3 separate regions of the Mus musculus genome follow, and all the other regions are linked to region 1. Evidence: chromatin contacts called from public ChIA-PET data. All regions are on one chromosome and are shown on one strand. The core of a region is the stretch at or near the end of the contact, and the rest is flanking DNA. Distances in the headings are between cores, read along the strand shown. Region 1 has its middle 32 kb from the start of Prss2. Region 2 holds the start of Casp2 (caspase 2). Region 3 holds the start of Gstk1 (glutathione S-transferase kappa 1).

Region 1 (3,716 bases), core at 316-2,815:
CCCTGGAAGCTTACAAAGTACTTTGACTGTAGCTCCTCCAAATTGTCTCATTTAAAAATATTTAAACAGAAAATATGTCACAAACATGACAATGCTTATGTGGCAAACCGATGCCAATTTTCTCATGTGCTGTCTGCTCTGAATTCATCCTAGAACATTCCTGTTGGAACTCTGTGCAATCTCAGGGTCTGTCTTCAAGGAGAAACACTGTGTGTGTGTGTGTGTGTGTGTGTGTGTGTGTGTGTGTGTACATTAAAAGGAGAAACGATTTTTAGCTAGATTTAATACAATTAAGTTCCAAATGAGAGGATTGTTTGAATAGAAACACAGAAATCTCAGCGTCTTTAAAGTCTTGGAAACAGCAAATGAGAAAAAGAAAATCCTAGTGATGGCTAAGGATAATGTAGCACACAAGAAGAGGCTGTTTAAGGAGAGTCCTGAAAACCATGTATACACACTAGAGCAAGTCATTATCCTGCATTTAGTTATCTGCCTCTATTTATGCATAAAGATTCTGCTGCCATAACTGTTTCAATTGTACCCAAAGGTCAAAACCTCAGTCATTATAACTAGGGAAAACAGGAAAACACTTCAGGATGGCATATCCTAATAGTAGGTGCTACCTGCTGCCAACATCAATGTCATGGTTCCTGGTTAAATGTGGCTTCTTTTCTAGGAGATCTGTAAGGATGCTGATTTTGACTTTGACTTTATAAATGTGTCACAATAACTATCCCTAAGGATATCATTGCCTGATTTTCACACACAGGCTGCTGAGGACCACAGAAGTTAGAGAAACTCCCCTCAAGGATCTAAGCCATAATGGGATTGACTGGGGCCCCTTGACTGCTTCTAGAAGGTAGAAAAAGGCCCAGCCTTAGGAAGGCTGGGCTACTTCATATGATTTTTTAAAGATTATATGATTTAGTTGAGTGTGTGATGGATAGAGCAGGATTGGCTTGTATATTTTGCGAGTTCCCACTTCCTCATTTGAGAGTTTCTGGAGGTCTGGTTTTCCATTCTTTCCTGTGTTGTGTGTAGACGTTTCCCTCATCTTACCCACATGAGGCAGGAAATACAAAGCACATTCACTTTACAGCCCTTACTCACAGAGGATACACCCCAGCGAAAGCCAGCCAATGAATGCAGGACAGACAGACCATCTATTTTTCATTCGGTTTATTATTTAGACTCTGTTCCTGTGACTCATTACATGAATGGGCTCTCATTACATTAGTTGAAGGAAATGGAGGATACTTGTGAAGAGAGGGTGACTGGAGTTGGGGTTAAGTGGAAAGAGAAGTGGGAAGAGCGGTGATGTGGGAGCCATGGGAACCCTAATGAGGTCAGAGCTGTTATTGCACCTGTCTCCATGGTGCATACTGAAGGCTTCTGTTTCCTGTGTGACTTCTAACAGATGTAAGATAGTTTAGATGGGGGGCTTGAGATGAGATATATGGGTTCCCCTTTAGAGACCCTCCTCTTGGTTGTTCTCACTGTCACGGTGATAGCTAGAGGCTGAGGTAGAAAGGGCTGCATGAGAAGGGTTTGAAGACAGGATGTGGCAAGTGTGGTTCCCAAAATGCTCAGAATGTGAGTGAGTGGGGGAGCATTCACAGGCACCCCAGATGTAGGACCTGGTAAATGTCAAACCACATCCTGTTGTGACTCCTGGAGATGGAGCTATGGCAGGTGGCCATTCTTACTTGGTGCTGATGTTACTTACAGATAAACAGCCAGACCTGGGGTGAGATGCTTCCACCCCTTCCCCCATTGTCTTCAGGAACCGAAAAGTCCCAGGAATGCATCTCTTCACTTGCTGATGTTTGATGAAAAACAGTTCTTCTTAAGATTATTTTTTTTATCATGTTCCTATATCTCTTTGCTGGAATCGGTCAGGGAAACAAGTATTAAGGGTCCTACTGTGCCTGGTTAACTATGGGACTCAAGATCAGCACTGTCCCTTTGCAGGTCAGATGCCTTGTAAGATATATCACAATGTGTGTGTCTGGAGCTGGGAAGGACTTAGATTTCCCCACTTACCATTCTGTCAGTGCTACAAGGCCTGCAGAATTTTCATCAACAAACCACTAAGTAGGGTCTGAGGCTCCTTATGGAGCACCTTGGTTCACAGGAATTGAAGGGATCTGGAAAGCTGGAGATGGTAAATGCATTCTGCAGCTGGGGAGAGAGGAGGGGGAAGAACTGATTCTCTGAGTTTTAGCAGATCCTGGACTCCAGGCAGAGTTTGGAGAACATGTGCTCCATATCGAGCTGAGATCTTGCTGTGATTTTGTGAATCACTTGTATAAGATTAAATAAGGCGACATGATCCCATCTGAGAGAGTGTGAGGATAGAGGGATAAATATAATGGACTACAGAATTAGAATCTTGTTGAGACTTGGTAAGTTTGGAAGAAGCACTAAAGAAATAAATGCAAGAGAACCGAAGTACATTTTGGTCTCCTGCACATCCTCACAGATAGAAAAGCAACAATTTGCACACACAGAGGGGGTACATGGCTCAGATGCAGCACATGTGTGAAAGAACTAGAGTTTTGAGTCCCAAGTGATCTCTGAGTCAACGGCAGGATGTAGACATACAAAGGTAAAAAGTCGCCCCACCCAAATGATACCTAACACATCAAAAACAAGGGGTATAACTAACTCCCTCTTTACTCTATGTAGGTCAGAACCCACCTGGTGCTGAGTTTTTTTTTTTTCTGAATACAGTGCTTTCAGAATGATAGAAGGATAAAAGTGAGCTGAAATGTTTTTATAAGAAAGTAACTGATCCACTAGGAGAAAGAAATGCTCAGAACTGTACATTTGAGGGAATGAGAGAGAGAGAGAGAGAGAGAGAGAGAGAGAGAGAGAGAGAGAGAGAGAGGGAGGGAGAGAGAGAGAGAGAGAGAGAGAGAGAGAGAGAGAGAGAGAGAGAGAGAGAGAGAGAACTGGAAGTGAAGTGTTGAGCCAGGAAAATATATTTAAGTGAACATAAATTACAGTGCTTGATAGTTATTACCCTGTGCTAAGAACTGTAGATATTGTGTGGATTGATTAAGCCATGTGATTGAGTCCATTTAACACAAGGGGAGGCCAAGTCTTTGGTGGCCACTTGCTTAAATCATATAGCTGGGGAAACATAGAAATGAAGCCCAAATCCAGACTTTTTGGCTTTCAAGTCTATGTTTATTGCAGGCGTGGTTCTTAAAGTGAAGATTATTCTTCCTTGTAGGTTTAAGTAATGGTCTTTACAAGCTCCAACTGCTTCTGAGGCTCTCTTAGGGGAACAGAATTATAAGCTGAGAAAGATATGCATGGTAAAAAATTATAGATACTCAAATAGTCAGCAAATGTTCATAGAGCGGCCCAATGGATAAAGGGCTTATTCAGACAACTAAGAACTCTTTGGGGACAGTTAAAACTACTTGCGAAGAAAAGGAGGATTCAATGCTATGTTGTTGTTGTTCTTTAACACGTACATGGTTTGTGATACCAGGTCTCATGAAGATCAATTCATTGTATAGTGAATGTGTAGGGCTGTAGTTGTTAAGAAGTCCTAAAACTTGGACTCAATGTTACTGTTTCCAAAGTCTTCACTTATATCAGCGATGGTTATAACAAGATGGGTGGCTCCGCTTTTGGCATGGTTTCCCTATCAAGGCACTCTTACATTCATAGATGAGAGCTGAAATCAATTTCCTAAAAACCTG
Region 2 (3,716 bases), core at 664-3,163, 710 kb before region 1:
AATTATCTTGGTAATTTAGTTCCCAGCAATAAATGTATTTAAAAGATTCCATAGTTTTTCCTCTCAAATTTGTAAAGAGACCTGCTTATGCTCAAGAATGGTGAATACCATTTCCAATATACATCCTTTATGTGTCCAATGAATCTCCCTGATCTTATTTAGTATGAAAAAATGCTTAAGTCTGATGACAATGGAGTGACAGTGTAACAGTTGACTTTATACATCAGAGATTTTTAGATGAATCCCGATTTCAATGCAGGTAAAATATAGGAGCACAAGTAAGCACCTTCAATCACTGAAATACCACGCACTGGTCGAATGCCCCTTGTATAAAGGCTCCTTTAAGTCCTTTCAGGCCACAGTTAGATGGAAAAATAGGGTCCTGAGAAACTGCATTAGCAAGAGGTATTGACGCAGAGTAAATATTCAGAATGTACCTGCTATTTCAAAATTCACTAGAATTTTAACTGAGGTTTTAAAATTCATGCTCTACATGAATTTAAAACCTCAGTTAAGAATCACCTTACAAGACAACACAGTAATGGGGATAAATACAGGACCTTGGTTAAATTAAAATGAATACAGCAGCTGTTAGCTGGGTTTATCATTAGGTATATAATGAATGGTAGAGCAGAGTTCTTAGGTCATTAGGAAGATCCATTTCTTAAGCGGCTTCATTTCCTCGACTTCCACTCTACTGCTCTCTCCAGTTTCAGTTGGCTAGCCATGTTCCGGTTTCCTGTAGAGGGCACCTGACCTCTCCCCCAACACCTCATTCTCTTTGACAGGACTAGACCAGGAGACCAAACTCATTTTCAGTTTCTGATTCTCTTGCCTCAGGCATCAGGATGCCAGGATTACAGCCTTGTAGCCTTTAAATGCTGGCCCTGCACTAGGACACCCTTGCAAAAAAATAAAGGGGAGGGGGCTTTTCTCTAGACAATTGCATCCTCAGGTACAATTTACTGACTCCAGTTCTAAATCCTCTTATGTCCCAGGCTTGAATTTTTAACGAAGCAGTCGTCACCGTGTTTTATCTGAGGCTCCACCTACTCCGCACACCTGCCACTTCCTTTTATCTCAAACTACCAGGCTTAAAATATGAACTTTCCCGAAGTTTCCAGTCACCTGGAATTTTAGGGCACCCATGAAAAGTGGAATGGAGAAAAAGAACACCGAGAGGTTTCTAACGCTTTGATTCCGTGTCCTGTAAGAGTTCCCGTTTCTATATTAATGTTAGAGGTCTGGACAGGAAACAATAAAATTGTGTCGTCCTGTGCAATGTTTTCATCGAAACTGACGGAGGAGGCGGAGAAACGGGAACCATCTAATCCTCTCAAAGGATTCAAATCCCCCAAACCTGTGTGGAACTCTCTGACAAACATCTATTATATGAGAAAGCAGTGCAGGGCACGAGATAGTCAATCCAAGTCAAATGCGCCCAAGGCCGAGCTGCGAAGTCTCTGGTTTTTAAAGAGAAATGAGTTTAAGTCCTCAGCTAAGAACTGGAAGGAAAAGCCGGAGCATCTCTGGAAAAGGTGAGATGCCGCAGGCGAGAAGTAGCGCGGGACGGACAAGATCGCTCTCATAGACTCCTCTGCGCTGGACAAAGGGAGGCTGCTGCAGCCCCTGTACACGCGGCACCAGGCCAAGAAGCCGCGCCGCTCGCCTGGCCGCCTCCCCTCCTCTGCCCTCCTCACCTGCTCCTCCTGTCAGCCGCCATCAGCCCCTTCCTGTGCAGGGAGGACTGCGACCTCCCGCTCGGCGCCGCCATTTCCAGCTTTTCCCGGGCTGCACACGCACCACCCACAAAACAAACAAACGCTGGGCCGCGCCAGCCCCCGCATCCCTCCCCCAGCCTCCCACCGCGCCGCGCTTGCGCACGGCTCCGCCCGACGCCAGCAAGCCCCACCCACGCCGGGACATGCGCAAGCGCACACTGCTCGCTGAGGCTCGCACAGCCCAATGGGAAGAGAGGAGGCGCTAGAAGGAACGGGAAGGGGCGGGAAAAGAGCGAGGGTTCTCCTACTCGGGGACCTGATTGGCTATCGATTCCCGCGGAAACCGCAGCCCCCTCCCCTGGTTCCTCCGACCCCTCCTGAAGTAACTACAAGAGACCAAAGGGGCTGGGCTTCCCTTGTTATCCTTGTTCGCCTTGAACTTCCAGGGCCAGGATGCAGGGAAGACGGAAAGCACTAGGAGGCGCTCTTCTCCCAGGCTGGGGCAGCTCGTGGTCGCGCTTTTCCTACACAAGTGTCCTCTCATTCTCTTATCTACCAGTTGACAAGGCTATAAAGTAATGCGGATTGCCTGCTTGGTATTGAAAACAGGAGGCACTGGAATTGGAATTTGATTCGAGTTATTTTTATGTTTTTACTAGCATCCCGTTCTTGTGCAAACTATTCAGCTCCCCTCAACCTTAGAAGCTCTCATTATCTTGGTAGGTAATACCCCATCAGGAATCTCAGGGAGACTTGGTGTCTACAATAGAAGAAACACAGCAGTCACTCAGAGGTATCCCTCCAGCTTCTCTTGGTAACTTATCTCTTTCTCATCTTCCACCTTACTCTGGAAATACTGGTCATCAGATAGGTTCCAGAATGTTTCCAGAAGAATCTAGGTGTGCCATTTATCTGTGAACGACATGCCACAGCCCGACTCCCCGCTGCTTTGAAGGCCTCGATTGTGATGTCCGGGTAAAACCAGTTTCTGATCCAATAGACACTAGGAAATGCTGGGCAAATGAGTGCACAGGTTCTGAGGGCACCACTTAGGGAAGTATCCATTTATCTTCATAGAAAACACTGTCATCATCAGCATGAGCAAAACTGATTTCATAGGCAGGAGGTGGAGTACTAGGCTCCAGTTTGGGGGCCACTCTCATGCTTTGCAGATCAGGAGCAGTGGCCACAACTCGTGGACCCCTAAGTCGAAGAATTCTTCCAGGGTTTCCTCTGGCAGTCATTGTCCCCTCTGAGCCCACTCGCCTTTTCAGACTGCCTGTGCTGGGACTGTCTGGTTGGCTAGGCTGTGCCCCCTCAACTCCTGGGGATATTATGATACTGCTGTAAGGGGGTGGTTGCTCCAGCTCTTGGAGGTGGCTCTGTGGTTGTGAATCCATCACCTCTACAGCCTGTTCATAGGTTGGCACCTCAAAAGCTCCATTGTCTCTGTGGGAGAAGAAATATGGTCGTTAGTGGGTACCTGAAAGAAGACCCCCTTTTTCTGTTCCACCATTCTTGCAAAAGACCTCTCTATTGTCTGCTGACCATTGCTCTTAATGATACCAGTGACAGAGGAAAGCAGAGTCTATGCTTAAGAAAGGATGGGCACAGAGGGAACGAGGGCCTTGCGTGTCTTCCCGTCATCCTGCCCATCTCCCATCGACTCACTGCGCTTGGCCTGAGGCCTCTGGATTCTCAGTCTGCCTGGAGCTTGGCATCGATCGGGAGCATCGTTCCATAACACAGGCCAGGAGGCAAGCAACAAAGCAAAAGCCAGCCAAGCAGAGGAAGAAGTAAGCAACAGGGGCGACATCAGACTGTATGACCAGTAAAGCCAGCCCCAGGAGGAGGGAGGCACTGCTCAGGAAGAGAAATGGCTGCTTCAGTTTCCCCAACAACTGTCTTGGCACCATGGCCCCTCCCAGGGCACCTGCAGAAAGACACACAGTTGTGTGTTAGCTAGTGATCAGCACTGCAGTAGTGCCAGACCCC
Region 3 (3,716 bases), core at 494-2,993, 690 kb before region 1:
CAGGATCCTATTTCTGGAAATTGCCCCGGGCAAGGTCAGAATCTCATCTAGCTCCCCGTCCCCTCCCTCCAGGATTCAGAGTTTAGCCCTTACTCGAGACCATACACGCATCCATATCTCTCTGGACACCTTCTCCAGCATCTCTGGTTGCTCCATGCTTACAGTGGTGAGGAAGCGCATGGCATTTATACTTCCTGTGGGGGCAGAGGCATGTAGAGCTAAGATTCCTATTCCTTTTGTCCTGATGGAGGACCGTGTCATCCTTCCTTCAGACACGCCCCCAAGCTCATCCTTCCTTCAGACACGCCCCCAAGCTCATCCTTCCTTCAGACACGCCTCCAAGCTCATCCTTCCTTCAGACACGCCCCCAAGCTCATCCTTCTTTCAGACACTCCCCCAAGCTCCGTCACCTGCAGTCTTTAATTCCAGTTTCTCATAATGGATTTACTCTATGCAGTTCTTGCTTCTCCCATCCCTCTCTTTTGGCTAGCTGATGCTGGGTTCCCCACACAAGCATGTTTTATTTCTTGATATCCTATGAAAGCCTCAGCTGGACTGCTCTCCACTACATTCCCCAGTGTTTCTGACCCTCTTCACTTATTTATTTCTGTTTCCTCTGAAACTGGAGTTATAGGTGGTTGTGACCCACCATTGTGGGTGCTGGGAATTAAATTAGGTCCTCTGGAAGAGCAGCCGGTGCTCTTAACTGCCGAGTCTTCTCTTCATCCTCCTCCTCACCTTTCTTCACAGTCTCACCAAAGAAATCCTTGGGTATGTTGAGGGGAACCTGGAAGAACTGCTTCAGGAGAGGAATCTCTTTGAAGATGTACTGGCCTTTTCGGGGAACCATAGCAGGTGGTTGGTTTCCTGGCAGTGGAGAGTTAAGACAACTGGTGAGAGAGGACATGAGGGTCTACTGGAACCTCTCCAGTAGAAAGCAAACTACTAGTTTAGGCTGAGGTCTGCATACTCAGTGCAGGACAGGCCCCTCAGGCCACAGAAAGCAACCCTCCTTGCCCAGAGAGGTGGAGCTTCTTCATGCTTACCGCTGTCTTTCATGATCCCAGCGATTAAAGTGGGCCGCAACTGCAGCTTTATATTCCAGAGGTGTTGGTATCTGCATAGGACCTACAAGTGCAGAGATAAGAAGGGGAGCTTGTGTGGCATTTGAGGGCTGTCTTCTGCCTCTAAGTGCTGGACAGAGATGGGGACTTCACACTGAACTGGTTGGTTTAATAGGACAAAACTCTCAGTTCTTTGAAATAGATACCAGAATGCTTACTCCAGTGTACGGTTTTCATCCCGTAGAGCATCCTAGCGCCCCTGATCCCCCTCCCCGAACTTGACCTAGCTTCATTGGAGTTGCCTCTGTTCTTTCTAGGGTCTGTGGAAAGAGAATATTTGACCTTAGGATCAGGACCCTACTTGGCGGAGTCTCGGTCCGTTTAAAGGCACAAAGTGAACTTGAACCTGAACCCTGTGCTAACCCTGAGGGCATCCACTGGAATTTCTGCAGCCCGGTGATCAGTGCCCCACTGTGCACTCGCCTCGCAGACCACAACCCGGGCGGCTCCCCCGTGTCACCTCAAAGCCCAGCCAGGAGTACGGGGACAGCACGTCGTAGAAGAGTTCCAGGATGCGCGGCGCCGGCCCCATTCTACAGTGGTGAGAGAAAGTGAACTTGAAGCCTTGGGCTGCCGAAGAGCTTTAGGTAGCTGAAGAGCAAGCAGCCAATCGTAGTCCGCGAATTGCAGGCGGGTCTGCTAAGGGCCCTAGTGCGCAGTCTCCGGGAGAGGCCCCGCCCTATAGGGCTGGCCCAGGGGTGTACACGGGTAGACCAAGAGCGGATGAGGAAGGCGGAGTCTGAGATAAAGGGGAAGGTCAGATCCAGAGAAGGATCTCAAGTGTGTGCAGCCAGCTCTAGAACTTTGTCCCTCAAGCAAGAAGGCAATACACAAGGATCCAAATTTGCGTTGGATGACGTTTAAAGACCGGCAATATGGAAGTTCCGAATTGCATCTTTTATTGTATTCACTTTCTCAGAGATAAGAACAATGTTTAGAATGAATTTGACAGTTGACATAGTGGTCTTTTAAAAAATCTTCATTCTATACATTACAGCACACCCAGGGGATGCCTGAAACTGTAGATGAAACTCTACATATTATGTTTTTTTTCTACACACAGTAAATTATAACTTATAAATTAGGCACATTAGTGATGAATGCTAGAAGAACCATAACATGCCACACTAAAATTTGTGCCTTATTATAATAAAAATGTTACTTGAACATAAGTATTTCATCAGTACAGCACTTGATCTGATAACGGAGGTGGTCACAGAAATGGAGGTAGGTAATATATACAGTGTGGACACACTAAACAAAAGGATGACTTACATCCCAAGAGGGAAGGCACAGGACTTCATCTGCTACTAGTATTATTCATTTATTTAGGGTTTTTGGGGGAGTGGGGTGGGGTCTTGATATGTTGCTTTGTATATCCTGGAACCATATACTATTGTTATCATTTATTATTAAAAGTTTTGGTATTATAGATGATATGGGGGGAAAAACAAAAATATATTCCCTTTTCGTCTGTGGAGGGGGTTTAGTGGGTCAATGGTGCAACTGTGTTGACCTGATTTTTGATCTTCAGAGTACACATGATGCTGTGTTTAGTAGCATTAATCTGTAATCCCAGTGTTCCTACTATGAGATAGGAGGTAGAGACAAGAGAGTCCTTGGAAGCTCCCTGGCCACTTATCTTAGCATACATAATACTGCTGTATATTCAGAACCTTGATTAAACAAGGTGGACAACAAGGAAAGACCTCCTCATGTGGGGTGCCCACATTGTAATATTCAAACATACGCACATCACATACTGACAGGTTAAAAATGTACTTACTTTTATTTTCTTACACCATTATATTGCTGAGAGTAATAGCTAGTGTTAAAAGAAAGCTTTAGACAACTTAGAGTACCTTTAGCAAAGAACACTTCAGACATTAGGTAGCATCAGGAGAGGTTCAAAGAGTGCCACTCTGCAATGTGGGCGTTTAATATTTACAGACAGAAAAAGTGATTAAGGCTCAGAAATAACTGGTCATGGTGAGGAGTTGGTGGTACTAAGACGTGATCTTCTGATGGTTGACTACCTGTGGTTCGTTAAACTTAGATGCTTATAATTGGATGAAACCCAGCAGCTTGTTGGGAAACTCAGGTTCATAAGTTCTCTATTTCTTTAATAAATTACACTGTAGTTCTTTGAATGGAAACTTGAGGTACAGAGACAACCTTCAGTTACTGGAGTCACTGGCTGTGCACTTATCCAGTTGAACCCTAGACACTGATTAGAGCTGTTGAAACAGAATGTTAAACAAAACTACATAAGGTAGCCAAAGGACCCACAGAAGAACTAAACATAATAATAATAATTACTAGACATTGGAGGATGGAGGGAAAGATTGGTATTTATGCATGAAATTTTTATCTTCTTACATAAGGTAGAGACAATGCTTATATTTGAAACCCCAATAAGCAGAGCCATAAATTAATCCCAGAAAAGCTTTAAATAAGCTGCCTTTTCAATTTAGTAAAAGATTAATTATTCAATGAATGATATTAGGATGAGAGGTTTTAGTAAAATATAGTTGGATACATATACCACAGTTAAACTGGGAGCATCAAATACTTAACTGTTGAAGACAAATG

The links. ChIA-PET counts read pairs in DNA pulled down with a chosen protein or histone mark.
Region 2: an RNA polymerase II ChIA-PET map of memory CD8 T cells shows a contact between it and region 1, with 200 read pairs. The contact joins the promoter of Casp2 here to the enhancer-like site in region 1. A contact is called at or near these places in 10 of 39 promoter capture datasets (the 3T3-L1 cell line, 3T3-L1-derived adipocytes, the C10 cell line and 6 more), 4 of 484 Hi-C or Micro-C datasets (CD4 T cells, embryonic stem cells and regulatory T cells), 16 of 115 datasets of contacts at active chromatin or transcription factors (CD4 single positive thymocytes, DN3 thymocytes, T-cell acute lymphoblastic leukemia and 12 more) and 2 of 9 other capture datasets (adipose tissue and liver).
Region 3: a contact with region 1 is called in an RNA polymerase II ChIA-PET map of memory CD8 T cells, with 59 read pairs. The contact joins the promoter of Gstk1 here to the enhancer-like site in region 1. A contact is called at or near these places in 2 of 39 promoter capture datasets (the 3T3-L1 cell line and cranial neural crest), 2 of 484 Hi-C or Micro-C datasets (CD4 T cells and embryonic stem cells) and 8 of 115 datasets of contacts at active chromatin or transcription factors (T-cell acute lymphoblastic leukemia, large pre-B cells, memory CD8 T cells and 5 more).

The regions. Positions count from the first base shown.
Region 1 is chr6:41,552,405-41,556,120 of GRCm38.p6, reverse strand. It overlaps Tcrb. Among named protein-coding and RNA genes, the nearest start is that of Prss2, 32 kb to the right of the region's middle. Within about 2 kb of position 1,565, at least 89 of the 459 cell types and tissues checked have an H3K27ac peak or open chromatin away from gene starts, as enhancers often do. A contact at or near this core is called in CD4 single positive thymocytes, DN3 thymocytes, T-cell acute lymphoblastic leukemia and 8 more, where this site is marked.
Region 2 is chr6:42,263,182-42,266,897 of GRCm38.p6, reverse strand. It overlaps Casp2 (caspase 2), which reads right to left and starts at 1,913. Exons shown (of 11, transcript NM_007610.2): 1 at 1,701-1,913. The coding sequence starts at 1,774. It overlaps Tmem139 (transmembrane protein 139), which reads right to left. Exons shown (of 3, transcript NM_175408.4): 2 at 3,393-3,654; 3 at 2,343-3,170. The coding sequence starts at 3,637. The coding sequence ends at 2,771.
Region 3 is chr6:42,243,962-42,247,677 of GRCm38.p6, reverse strand. Gstk1 (glutathione S-transferase kappa 1) reads right to left here and starts at 1,743. Exons shown (of 8, transcript NM_029555.2): 1 at 1,585-1,743; 2 at 1,047-1,128; 3 at 739-867; 4 at 94-194. The coding sequence starts at 1,656.